Regions from separate parts of the Gossypium hirsutum genome. Here region 1 is linked to region 2. The links are chromatin contacts, called in public Hi-C maps. All regions are on one chromosome and are shown on one strand. The core of a region is the stretch at or near the end of the contact, and the rest is flanking DNA. Distances in the headings are between cores, read along the strand shown.

Region 1 (6,469 bases), core at 2,294-4,793, 470 kb before region 2:
CAACTAACTTTAATATAATAGGTTAGCTTTGAATCAAGGTGAACCAACGTTCAACACTTCCCCTTATTCAAAGCTACAAACACCAAGTTTTTCCTTAAAAAGGTCGTGTTTTGCTTGCAGAATCAGCTTTGTAAAAATGTTTGCAACTTGCTCATTTGTATCACAAGCCTTCAAAATAATTCCTTCGGTAGAAACAAGGCTTCAAATAAAATGATAATGAATATCGATGTGTTTGGTTCTACCATGAAAAGATAGTTTTTTTTCATAACAATAGACAATCTTTTATCCTAAAATATCTCCTTTACAACTATATGGTTTTGATTGAAATATGCAAGAATTCTCCTTAACCAAACTACTTGTCAAGTTGAAGATGTTGCAGCTACATACTCATCCTTAGAGGTTGATAAGGTTACTAATGCATGTTTCTTTGAACTCCACAAAGTTGTTCTAGACCAAAAGATGAAAATGAAATCTAATGCGCTCTTCTTATCTTCAATGCTACCAGCCCAGTCATTGTTTGTAAAGTCAATTAATTTGAAATTTGAAACTTTAGAATACCAAATCCCATGCTAGAGTGTTCCTATAACATATCTCAAAATTCTCTTTACAACTCCAAGGTGAAGCTTGCTTGGATTGCGTATAAACCTCGACACAACTCCAATAGAGAAAGAAATATATGGTATTGTATGAGATGAATAATTTAAACTATTAGCAAGACTTTTAAAGTGTGACATTCCATTTCAGCTCAATCATCGTGACACAACTTCTCATTAATATTCATGGGTGTGACAACAACCTCACAATTGGCCATATTAAACTTTTCAAAGGATCAATTGCTTATTTCCTTTGTGAAATAAATATCCCATCAACACCTTGTTTCAGTTCAAGACCAAGGAAACAATGCAATAGACTTGAGTTAAACATTTCAAACTTCTTCATTATGCAATCTTTAAATTTAGCAACAAAAATTCGTTTGAACCTATATAAATCATATCATCAACATAAAAACATACCACCAAAAAATCTTCACCTTCACTCTTTATATAAAGAGTAGGCTCATAATTACTTCTTTCAAAACCATTTTCCTGAAAATAAGAATCAATTTTAAAGTACCATACTCTAGGTACTTGCTTCAATTCATAAAGCACCTTTTTTGACCTGTATATTTTATCTTCTTTGCCATTAACAACAAAGCCTTCAAATTGAGCAATACAAACTTCCTCTTCCAAGTCACATTTAAAAAGGAAGATTTAACATCAAATTGATACACTAGCCAATTTAATTTAGCAGCCAAGGCTAAAAATGTTCTCACCGTGTCAAAACAAGCAATAAAAGAGAATGTTTCATCGAAGTCAATGCCTTAATGTTAGGAATAACCTTTTACTACCAGTCTTGCCTTACGTTTTTTGATGTTTCCATTTGCATGGTACTTTTTTAAAAACCCACTTAAGCCCAATAACATTCTTTCCTTCCAACAAGTTTACCAAATCAAAAGTCTAACCACTTGAAAGCATTTGGAATTCTCCAAACCCCAAAATTATTCTCTTCCAAATAAGAAGATATAAGACCTTACATTAGCCATCAAAATTTTACAATGAATCTCAATGTTAATACTCAATTATACCCATCTAATGTATAAAAAAACTTATAAATATATAATGATTTTAATGATTTTAAGTGATGAAGGACCACTTGTAATATGAATTGTTAATCTGTCAACCTTTTGTTATTTTCTTAAGGGTAAATTATACAAATGACCATCCAATTATGTCCGTATTCTTATTTTGGTCACTCAACTTTAAAAGTGTTCAATTTAGGTACTAAGGTTTGAATTCGTTCTTGTTTTGGTTAACCGTTGATAAATTGATAATGAAAAACCTTTTTCTAAATGGTATAATAACATATTTAGTTATCACTACTTATATATTCTATTAATTTGATCCTAATTCTAAATAATTCAATAAATAGAACCCTTTACCTTTATAAATTATATCAATTTAATCCTCTAACTTTCTAACCTAAGCTTTTAGCTTCAAAAGCAGAGGCATTCCACATTCCACATTCCGAAGGCTTGCCCGAAAAGTGGGAGGGTTTGGGTAAAAATATAAGCTCGAAAAATAGATTTGGGCAAAAAAAATTTGGCCTGTTTAGAAAACGGGTTGGGCCTTGAGTAAGACCTTTTTGGCTTGGGCCGACCCAGCCTGAATATGCAAAAAAAAACTGTTGTTCTTTTTACTGTTTTCTTGCTATTTTTTTATTATTTTGTTTCTATTTTCATTTTTTTTCACTATTTTGCTACCATTTCACTTTTATTTTGCTACTATTATGTTGTTATTGTTTGGATATTATATAACTCTTGTTTTATTGTTAATTTTGTTACTATTTTAGATGCATTTACTTGTTAAGTTGCACCTATCTTTGTGTTATTTAAGTATACATATTTTTTAAAATTTATTTCCAATTTGTTGGGAAACATTTATTTTAATATTTTTAATATTAAATTCATAGATGTGGAATGCTTTTGTTTTAAAAGTTGAAAGGTTTGGTTAGGAAGTTTTAGGATCAAATTGATAGATTTATAAATGTGAATGGTTGAATTTATTGAATTGTTTAGAATTAGGATCAAATTTATAAAGTAAGTAAGTATTGAGGATTAAATGTGTTGTTATACCAGTTAGAAAAAGATTTTCTATTATCGATTTAACGGTAGATGACCAAAACAGGAATTCGGGCATAGTTGAGTCACCATTTATATAGCTTACTTTTTTTTTAATATACTAGGGATGGAGTTTTTACATTTTATAAGGAAAGTTAAGAAAATATTATATTTCTTATTTATTTAGTTTATTTTAAATTTTTAACCAATTAAAGACATTTAGTGGTTTCTTAAATTTACTTGTAAATTAAAAAAAGATCATCCTAACTAAAATATGCAAGAAAAATATAAATCAACGAATAGCTACTTCTTCGACAAAATTTCAGCTACATGGACAGAGGAAAGAATTGTGTACAGTGAACATATAGGTTAAAGTAAAAAATTTTTTAGGGGACCGAAATTAAATTATATATTTTGATGTTAGTAAAAATATAATTTCACTATTTTAATATCTATATTTTTATAATTTTAAAGGATTAAATAAAATTTTTATTATTTTAAGAGTCAAAGTATAATTTTACTTTCACTGATTTAAATTTTTATAAATTTTAAAGTATTTTTTTATATTTTAGGGTGACTGAAGTCTTTGCTAACCCCTTGACTGGCAATGCTCTTCTTAGATGGAGAGAATGCGAAGTAGTTTGAAATCTAAAATCTAAAAGTCTCTTTTCATCTTTAGTAGGTAAAATCAATGATTTAAAATATATAAAAATAATCCATAAATTGATATAAATTTTCTCGGTCGATAAATAATTTAAAATAAATAAAAAATTAATTAATTCGTGAATTGATATAGATGAATTGAATCAAATTATATATATTTGAATTTTTTAATAAAATTTTAATAAATTATGGATTTGTACTAGGTGGACCGAATTGCCACTCTCAGTCCAGAAACATCGGCTCCCCCCTCCAATTCCAAACACCTCTCTAATCCATTCCACTGTACCTCACCAGAGACCACTCCCTATCCCTTTCAATCTTCCGATAAACCAGCCCATAACTACAGGGAGTGGAACATCCTTGGTGGGTGGGGACAACTCCAAAATATCCCCATACTTAGGGACTAAAACATTATTAAAATATTTCAGAAAATCCCAAACTCAATGCTCATTGGCTACATTGAATTGATGTGGCAGATAAGTTTACCCTCCTTAATTATCTTATCTTTTCATACCTGTCACTATTTAATATCTTTGCTCGTTTCTCACAATGAACAAACACTCACTTCTTTCTACTACTGAGCTCACCCTTCACTTTGGTCCACTACACAGCCATTTCAAAGTGGTACATACATGGCTCTACAAGCTGCTGCTTTGGTTCCATCTACTTTCTCTGTACCAAAAGAGGTTTGTTTTCAGCTTTGTACTGAAGAACTGGTTCTTGTTTTTTTTTTCTGATTCAGTTTGGGGTTTTTGACATTTTGGGGTTCTAATTTGTAGGGAAAGTCTGGTGCTTCTTTCAAGGATTCATCTCTCTTTGGAGTGTCACTTTCTGATCACATCAAAGCTGACTTCACCTCTTCTGCTTCAAGATGCAAGGTTGGGATTCTGAGTTCTTTAAATAGGACAACTATGGTGTTTATGCTGTTTTTGTGCCTGTAATTGAGCTTTTTTCCTTTGTAGAGGGAATTCAACCATAGAATTGGGGCTGTCAGAGCCCAAACAACAGCCACTGCAACACCAGCAATCACCAGATCTACAGTGGATGGAAAGAAAACACTAAGAAAGGGTAGTGTGATCATCACCGGTGCCTCCTCTGGATTGGGTTTAGCCACTGCGAAGGCCTTGGCTGAAACTGGGAAATGGCATGTTATAATGGCTTGCAGGGACTTTCTCAAGGCTGAGAGAGCTGCTAAGTCTGCTGGAATGTCAAAAGAAAACTACACCATTATGCATTTAGACCTTGCCTCCCTCGACAGTGTCCGACAATTCGTCGATAGCTACAAGCGATCAGGCCGACCTCTTGATGTACTTGTTTGCAATGCTGCTGTTTATCAACCAACTGCCAAGGAACCCACTTTCACTGCTGAAGGATTTGAACTTAGTGTGGGGACTAATCACCTCGGTCACTTCCTTCTTTCGCGGTTATTGCTCGATGATTTGAAGCAATCCGATTATCCATCGAAACGCCTCATCATCGTCGGTTCCATAACAGGTAATTTGCTATACCAATGTCATTCAAAATGAGCATTTTTGTATGAATTGTGGTATTGGTGTACTAACATGGAATGAATCAGGAAACACAAATACATTGGCCGGTAATGTACCTCCGAAGGCAAACCTTGGGGATCTAAGAGGACTTGCAGGTGGACTAAATGGACTGAACAGCTCTGCCATGATTGATGGTGGAGATTTTGATGGTGCCAAAGCATACAAGGACAGCAAAGTCTGCAATATGCTCACTATGCAAGAATTCCATAGGCGTTTCCATGAGGAAACCGGCATTACATTCGCTTCATTGTACCCTGGTTGCATAGCTACCACCGGCTTGTTCAGGGAGCACATTCCTTTGTTCAGGCTCCTCTTCCCTCCATTCCAGAAGTACATCACCAAGGGGTTCGTCTCCGAAGAGGAAGCCGGAAAAAGACTCGCTCAGGTATAAACAAAAACTAAGATAGCGAATGCGAATGCTCGGTTATGATCTTTTGTGCATTAACACAATTTCATTGCTTCTAATGTAGGTCGTGAGCGATCCTAGCTTGACGAAATCTGGTGTTTACTGGAGCTGGAACAAGGATTCGGCTTCATTCGAGAACCAGTTATCTCAAGAAGCTAGTGATCAAGATAAAGCACGCAAAATATGGGAGCTTAGTGAGAAACTCGTTGGCTTGGCCTAAATTTAGAGCCTTGAATGCTTTGCGGCAGAACTTTGATAATGGCTTAAGGGTCTTATCTGATCCCATTGATGAGTGTAGATGACTTTGTGAGTTGCAGTTTGTCAATAAAAAATTTACTCACCCCAATTTGCAAGAATCTCAAGTTTCTCTTCCATTATCAAATATGAAAATGAGAAAACATAACCAAAATATCGATTAATTTATGATGTTATAGGGCTAGAAATATGTTAAAAGTACAACATCAGCCTAACATTAAATTTAACCCTTCTTACATCTGTTGTCAATTTCGCCTTTATTATTATTTAGCTAGTTTTGTCCTTTTAACTTTTTAAAATTAATTAAATTTGACCATCGACCTTTTGAAAAGAGTCGAAATGATGTTTTCTAATAAAAATATTGACTAAAATGTTAATTTTAAATATTGACTAAAATGTTAAATTTTTAAACACAACAACTCGTATGACAATCCACCTATATGAATTTCAAGTTTTGACTTTTAATTTATTTGACAAATAGTAATATGTCAGTATAAAATGCATATAAATAGTCACGTATGTTGTCATGTCAATTTAATTAATAAATTAATATTTTTACTAAAGAAAAACTATTTTACATTTTTAAAATAATTAATGACCAAAATTAATTAAAAAAGAATAATAGTTAAATTAACAGAAAATGTAAATGTCAATTGCTAAATTTATTATTACAAAATTCAACCCAAAAACACCAATTTAATGAAGGGCATTTTAAGCCCAATTTGCTCTCTCAAGATAATACTTTGCAACTTGTGCAACAGCTGCTAAGCATTGAATATTAGGCTTTGGATCCTTAGCTTGAAATTCTTTCTTGACAGCATATGAAATATCAGATTTTATGATGCTTTTGCTCGGGGATTTTTCTATTATATCGAACCGAACCAGTTGAATCGAGCAACCAATCTCAAGGCATCCACCTTCTAAAGTTTGTGCCACTTT
Region 2 (5,837 bases), core at 2,960-5,459:
CCCCTCAACCTAATTTTACTATTCATTTTAAGTTATTTGAGTGATTACATTTTAATGTAGGTTATTTTTGCAATTATTTTTTTTTAGATTATTTGAGTAAAATAGTGAGTTTGAAGCTCTAAGTTCAAATTTTTAGGTTCAAAGCTACATTTTATTTTTTGGATTTAAGATTCAAAGCTACATTTTATTTTTTGGATTTAAGATTGAGGGTTAGAGGTTCAAAGTTTACAAATTAAGACTTAGGTTTTACTACTCAAATTCCTAAAAAACATCACAAATTGTCTAAATTTCTAAGTTGTCTATTTCAAATAGACTAATTTAAGGGCTTAATTCTTTAAACATAGAACTCAGTTTGGCTAGGAAAAGATCACATTTCATACAATTAAAATCAGCTAAAATTCGAGTAGAATGAGCAAACGATGATTTTAAAAAGTCTTAGATTTAGTTATCCAAATAAATTAAAAACCTTTAGGATTTAGTTAAGATTTTCTCCTTTTTTTCATTAAAATTTTCAAGCTAATTAAAATAGAAGAGCCTAAATGTAGCACCATATACTACTTTCTTGCATACTAAAAACGGATGTGAGGGGAGGACACAAGCTAGTTCAAAAAAACTGTTATCCTGGTAAAACGGATACAATTATATTCAACCTTGTACCGATACAAACGAGTAAATTCCTTCTCTCGATACCATTCTCCGGTAGTCAATTAACGTAAAGCTTAGAACTGACTAATATCTAAAGCATATTACACAGCCAATGCGGAATTCATGAGTTCTGAGTAGTCGTTAGTGCCGTCTAGGCAATTCTTCTTACATTGCAACATCTGGATCGAGCCGTTTTTGTATAGCAGCTGCAGCCTGTAAATGTAAAACAGCAATGGTACATCAATTATTGACGATGGGATAATTCAAGATTGTGCAGGTAAGAATAAAACCGACAGTGCATTCTCACCTCAAAGTTGCCGATTTTGTACAAGTAAGCCATCTCTTCCCGTAACTGAGTTTGTTCTTTCATTGCTTGCGCCTGCAAATTTATATAGACGGAGGTGAGAAAAGCATAACATGTCTGGGGTTCAACAGATTAGCACAAAATGGTCACTATGTTTGGAAGGCTAAGAAAAACTAACCATTCCACTCTGCATAGCAAGTTTCAAAGCTTGAACCTCTTCTTCCTTCTGCTTTTCACGGGCCATAAGCATTTCTTGCCTGAAAATGCAGATTCAGATTATGAGCTGTTGTTAAGATCATCAAATTTCACATTCAAATCCCCGTACTACATAACTAAAGAAAACAGGCATCCACTATCAGTTTTCCTCCGAAGAGGCAGAAATAAACCTTGCAAATAACATATTTCATGGTAATATCGGATCGGTAAACCGGATGTTACAAACAGTTCTGGATAGGCATTTCACAGTTGAGATTTCCAAACAATTCTTGTTTATGACAACCCCATCATCTTATTGCACATCTCAAATACACATGTTACATGACGGCATAAAGTGCGACATCATACTTACTTAGGATGATCAAGGGATGTGCAAATAAACAGCCATTAACTACTACGGATGCAAAATCTGTGTAACGAAATTGCATTTAAGAAACAACCTCCATTAGGAGTTCATCTAATGATGAATCTAAGAACAGTGATAACTGATGCAGTAAATGGCAGTTTTTAAGCAATTATACCAATCAATAGAGCTTAAGAGAAAAAAAAACACGGGTCAAATATAAGTTAAATTCAAAGAAAGCTATATTCAATAAAGCTGAAAAACAAGAATATCAACTACTTCAAATAAAATATGGCATAAAATGATGCATCAAAATGTACCGGCGCTGTTCTTCATCATTGAATACAGTACGCTCTCCTTGGAGAACCTTTTTAACACCCTTTTTGTTCTCTTTCTCCATTTGGCGCTTATAATAAGCATCAAGGTTATAGTATCTGCAATGACCAATAAAGAAGATATCATGTCCATGCCCACATGATAACCCAACATACATGCCAAGTTATTGTTATTTCATTTCTTGGAATGCAAGAAATCAGTGATAAAGAAAAGATGAACTAGACCAACAGGAACACAACCAAAAACCCATTAAATAAAACACCAATCTCTTAAATGATGAGTCAGTTCCTTTTTTTGTGGCTGGGACTATTATGTACCTAAGTAGACAAAGGAAGACATGCTTTCAAGATAAGTAACTCATAGTGTCCGACACAGGTATATGTCCAGAACTGGTCGAAGGGTTCTTAAAGAACCATGTCTAGATATGAGGTGAAACATAAACACTTCAAGAAAAATGAAGAGTCAAAGGCAACACAGATTTCAAAGGGAAAAACATGCATAAATCATACCAACATCCTTTTTTTTTTCTCCGATTAAGAATTTTATAACACACATTCTTGTTGAAACAAGAATCTCTAATTCTATATGATTACAAAGCCTTACTTTTTGGAAGGAAAGGTGGCTGTGTTGTGATCTTCCATAAAACTGCAAAAATAAACACAAAATTTTAGATTTGCAAAATTAATTTAAACAACAATACAGTTAATTTTGCACGCATTGTTCAAATAAGACCATGAGAAGAGAAGAGAATCAAAACAAAAATTCACATACTCTTTAAACAACTGCTTCTCTTCCCAGTTGGGCAAGCTTTCCAAGTTTATCTGTGAAGAGAGAGAAAAAAAATATAGTTACAAACAAACTCCAAATCATTGATTCAACAAGAGCTGATCAATAAAGAACTTTCATATTTCTCTCACGACAAATTGAACATAAAACCATACATTCACCGTTAATAAATAACCTGAGAAATAGCTCATTTAAATACCTGTTTCACTTCAGCTAACCATGCTGTGAATTCAGGTCGCTTATTCCTACACATTACAGAAACAGTAATAAGAGGCTCCAATTTTCAATCTCAATAATAATGCAAGATAGGAGTTAGCATTTTTCTAACTTAAAAGGGTAAAAGTATCATGAAGGCCCTATACTAGGAATCAGATTGAGTTTTATCCCTTTATTCAAAAAGTAGCAAATTAGTTCCTGTATATTAGATTAAAGAGCAAATTGATTCTTTCTATTACAAATTTCATCATTCTTACTATTAAAAACTGGCATGACTAACATAACCAAACAGTTATTCATGGCATGCCAGGCGTAACCCATTCTGAGAGAGGAGCAGTTTTTAAGGATGAAATTTTAACAGTTGAAATATAACATTCTAAGAACATTTCCAACTTAAAATTAAGCTGCAAATTTCCACATATATAAATTAGTTTCAATTCCAACAATTTCCAAGAAGCAAAAAAACTAAAATAAATAAGAATTTCAATCTCAACCATAATAAAACCTTGGAACCAGCATTTTTGGCAACTGAAATATGAAATTTTACAAGAAGCATACCCAGAATTCCCATTTTCATATACGTAAAACTTGTTCCATTTCCAACAATTTCTCAAAGAAAAATAGAGAAGTAAATGAAACTTACCACATATCAGTTTCTCTGATAATTCCATATTTCCCCCACGAATTTGTAACAGCACCTTTCTTCCCTTTCTCTAACTTATCCTTCTTTTTCTTTGCTTTCCTTTCTTTCTCTTTTCTCTTCTTTCTTTTCCTCTCCTCGTCTCTCTCTTTTTCTTTCTTTCTCCTTTTCTTTTCCTTCTCTTTCTTCCTCCTTTTCCTTTCCCTTTCTTCTCTCTCCCTTCTCTTCCTCTTCCTCCTCCTCCTCTCCTCCTCCGAATCCGAATACCCTGATTCCGTTTCCGAATACTCCGACTGGGATTCCGATTCGGATTCTGAGTCCGAATACGAATACTCTTCACTGATACCGCTGCTGCTGTCGTGTCTTCTTCGTGGTTTGCTCGGTCGTTTCCCTTTGTCGCTTTTGCTGTGGCTTCTGGGCTTTGTATCTTCGGATTCTGAGTCGGATTTGTGTTTGGGTTTGGGTTTAGATGGTGTTCCCGTTTCTTCGTCGGAGTTCTCTGAGAGAGAACCGTTTCGATATTTACCCATATTCTCTGGTTCTTCGAGGTTTTGAGATTGAAAGGAGGACGAAAGCGAGGGATTTAACAATAATTTGTAGGTTGGGGTGGAGGCCCCTAAAAGAGAAGCGTGTTTGGTTGCAAAGAAAATGATTACGGAACTCGGAAAATGGAAATGAAAACTGGGTCGGGCTAACCTGCTTTTACATCCTCTAAGTGGGCTTTCATTAGCATCACTTGACTTAGATCCCATGATTTATGTTTTTTTTGTCTAACTAGTTATTTTAAGAAATCATATTTGGTTGTTATTAATTGTGAGTATTCGATCGAGTCGAAATATTTTAAGTTAGTGGAGTTGATAAATCCTATTTTAACAATCGAACTTAATTTGAAATTTTTCAAATCGATTAAAAAAATTTCGAGTCAAGTTAACAAATTATATTATTTATACTCAATGTTTTGTTTACATGGACTGATTATTTAACAAGTAAACGAAATATAAGATTATTTAACTACATAAATAATATAATAATTTTGCATTTTAACTTCATGGGTAAACATTTATCAAAACAATGCTTCGCTGTATTGGAATAGAGGCGTAATGGATTAGAGGCGTAATGAAATAGAGGCGTAATAACAAATCAATTGTTTGGTTGAATGTAATAGAATAGAGGCGTAATAGTAATATTGTGTTTGGTTGAATGGAATAGAGGTATAATAGCATAATGGAAAAAACTAAAATGACTAAAATACCCTTACCATAAATTTGTTTTGGTAAATGATTATTGTTATTGTTATTTAAATTTTAATAAGATTATTAATATCAATAATAAATGATTTAATCATATTTAAACATAATTATTATTAAATATATTATAATTAAAATATATAATTTAATAAAATTCTTAATAATCAATATTCTTATATGAATTTACTCAAATCATAATATATGATACTATAAAATATAAATTAACATAATTATTATTAAATATATTATAATTAAAATATATAATTTAATAAAATTCTTAATAATTAATATTCTTATATGAATTTACTCAAATCATAATATATGATACTATAAAAGATAATTTGAAATAATTAATATTAAATATATTTTAATTAAAATATATGATTTAATAAAATTTAAAATAATTATAATTAATAAATTATCTTATATGAATTTGTATAATTTAAAATAATTATTATTACATATAATTTAATAATAATATATAATTTCATAAAATTCTTGATAATAAATTTTCTTATATGAATTTATACAATTTAAAATAATTAATATTAAAAAGAACTAAAAAGCACGTCCCGATGAATTTGGATAAATGATTGTCTAGATGCACTTGAATCAATAAATTCATTCTTGATGTAAAAATCTTTTTTATATTAATTTATATAATTTAAAATTTCAAAATACTAATAATATAAATAACCACTTATTAAAAAATACATATAGAATGGATCTAGATAAATAGGTGTCCAAATTCAATTGTATCTAGATAATATTCAAATAATAAACATAAAACAGAATGGAATGAAGAGGGCAGACAGTAAAAATTTTGCCATGAAAGTATGACTGGGGATGCCTGCTAAATAGAATGCATGTCTTACAAGATCCACCTTGTTTCTCAAATGATTGGATAAATTTTTCTCACACAATTATTTTCTTATCATTCAGCCTAATCTTTCCAACCCAGATCACCGCACAAGAGAAAAAGGGGTTAAAACAACAGAAACGGTTCAGAAATTCTAGTCGAGACCAAAAGCTTGGCCATTAAATTCACAAAGATGTCAATAGCCCCAGTAGTCATTCCGGATCTCATCATCGAATTTCTTTTTA

What was found. A called contact is a pair of places that touch in the nucleus more often than the background predicts.
Region 1: a contact with region 2 is called in a Hi-C map of leaf, with 1.7 times the contacts expected there. The contact joins the promoter of LOC107903551 here to the promoter of LOC121216898 in region 2. A contact is called at or near these places in 2 of 34 Hi-C or Micro-C datasets (hypocotyl and leaf).

What each region holds. Positions count from the first base shown.
Region 1 is chrD05:61,059,195-61,065,663 of Gossypium_hirsutum_v2.1, reverse strand. It overlaps LOC107903551 (protochlorophyllide reductase, chloroplastic), which reads left to right and starts at 3,543. Exons shown (of 5, transcript XM_016829632.2): 1 at 3,543-4,005; 2 at 4,099-4,197; 3 at 4,282-4,813; 4 at 4,896-5,254; 5 at 5,340-5,631. The coding sequence starts at 3,952. The coding sequence ends at 5,495. It overlaps LOC107902916 (norbelladine synthase), which reads right to left. Exons shown (of 2, transcript XM_016829025.1): 2 at 6,169-6,469. The coding sequence ends at 6,242.
Region 2 is chrD05:60,589,778-60,595,614 of Gossypium_hirsutum_v2.1, reverse strand. It overlaps LOC121216898 (vicilin-like seed storage protein At2g18540), which reads right to left and starts at 4,209. Exons shown (of 8, transcript XM_041092398.1): 1 at 3,490-4,209; 2 at 2,830-2,875; 3 at 2,616-2,665; 4 at 2,448-2,489; 5 at 1,829-1,942; 6 at 1,128-1,206; 7 at 953-1,024; 8 at 604-858. The coding sequence starts at 4,016. The coding sequence ends at 811. It also overlaps the pseudogene LOC107909502.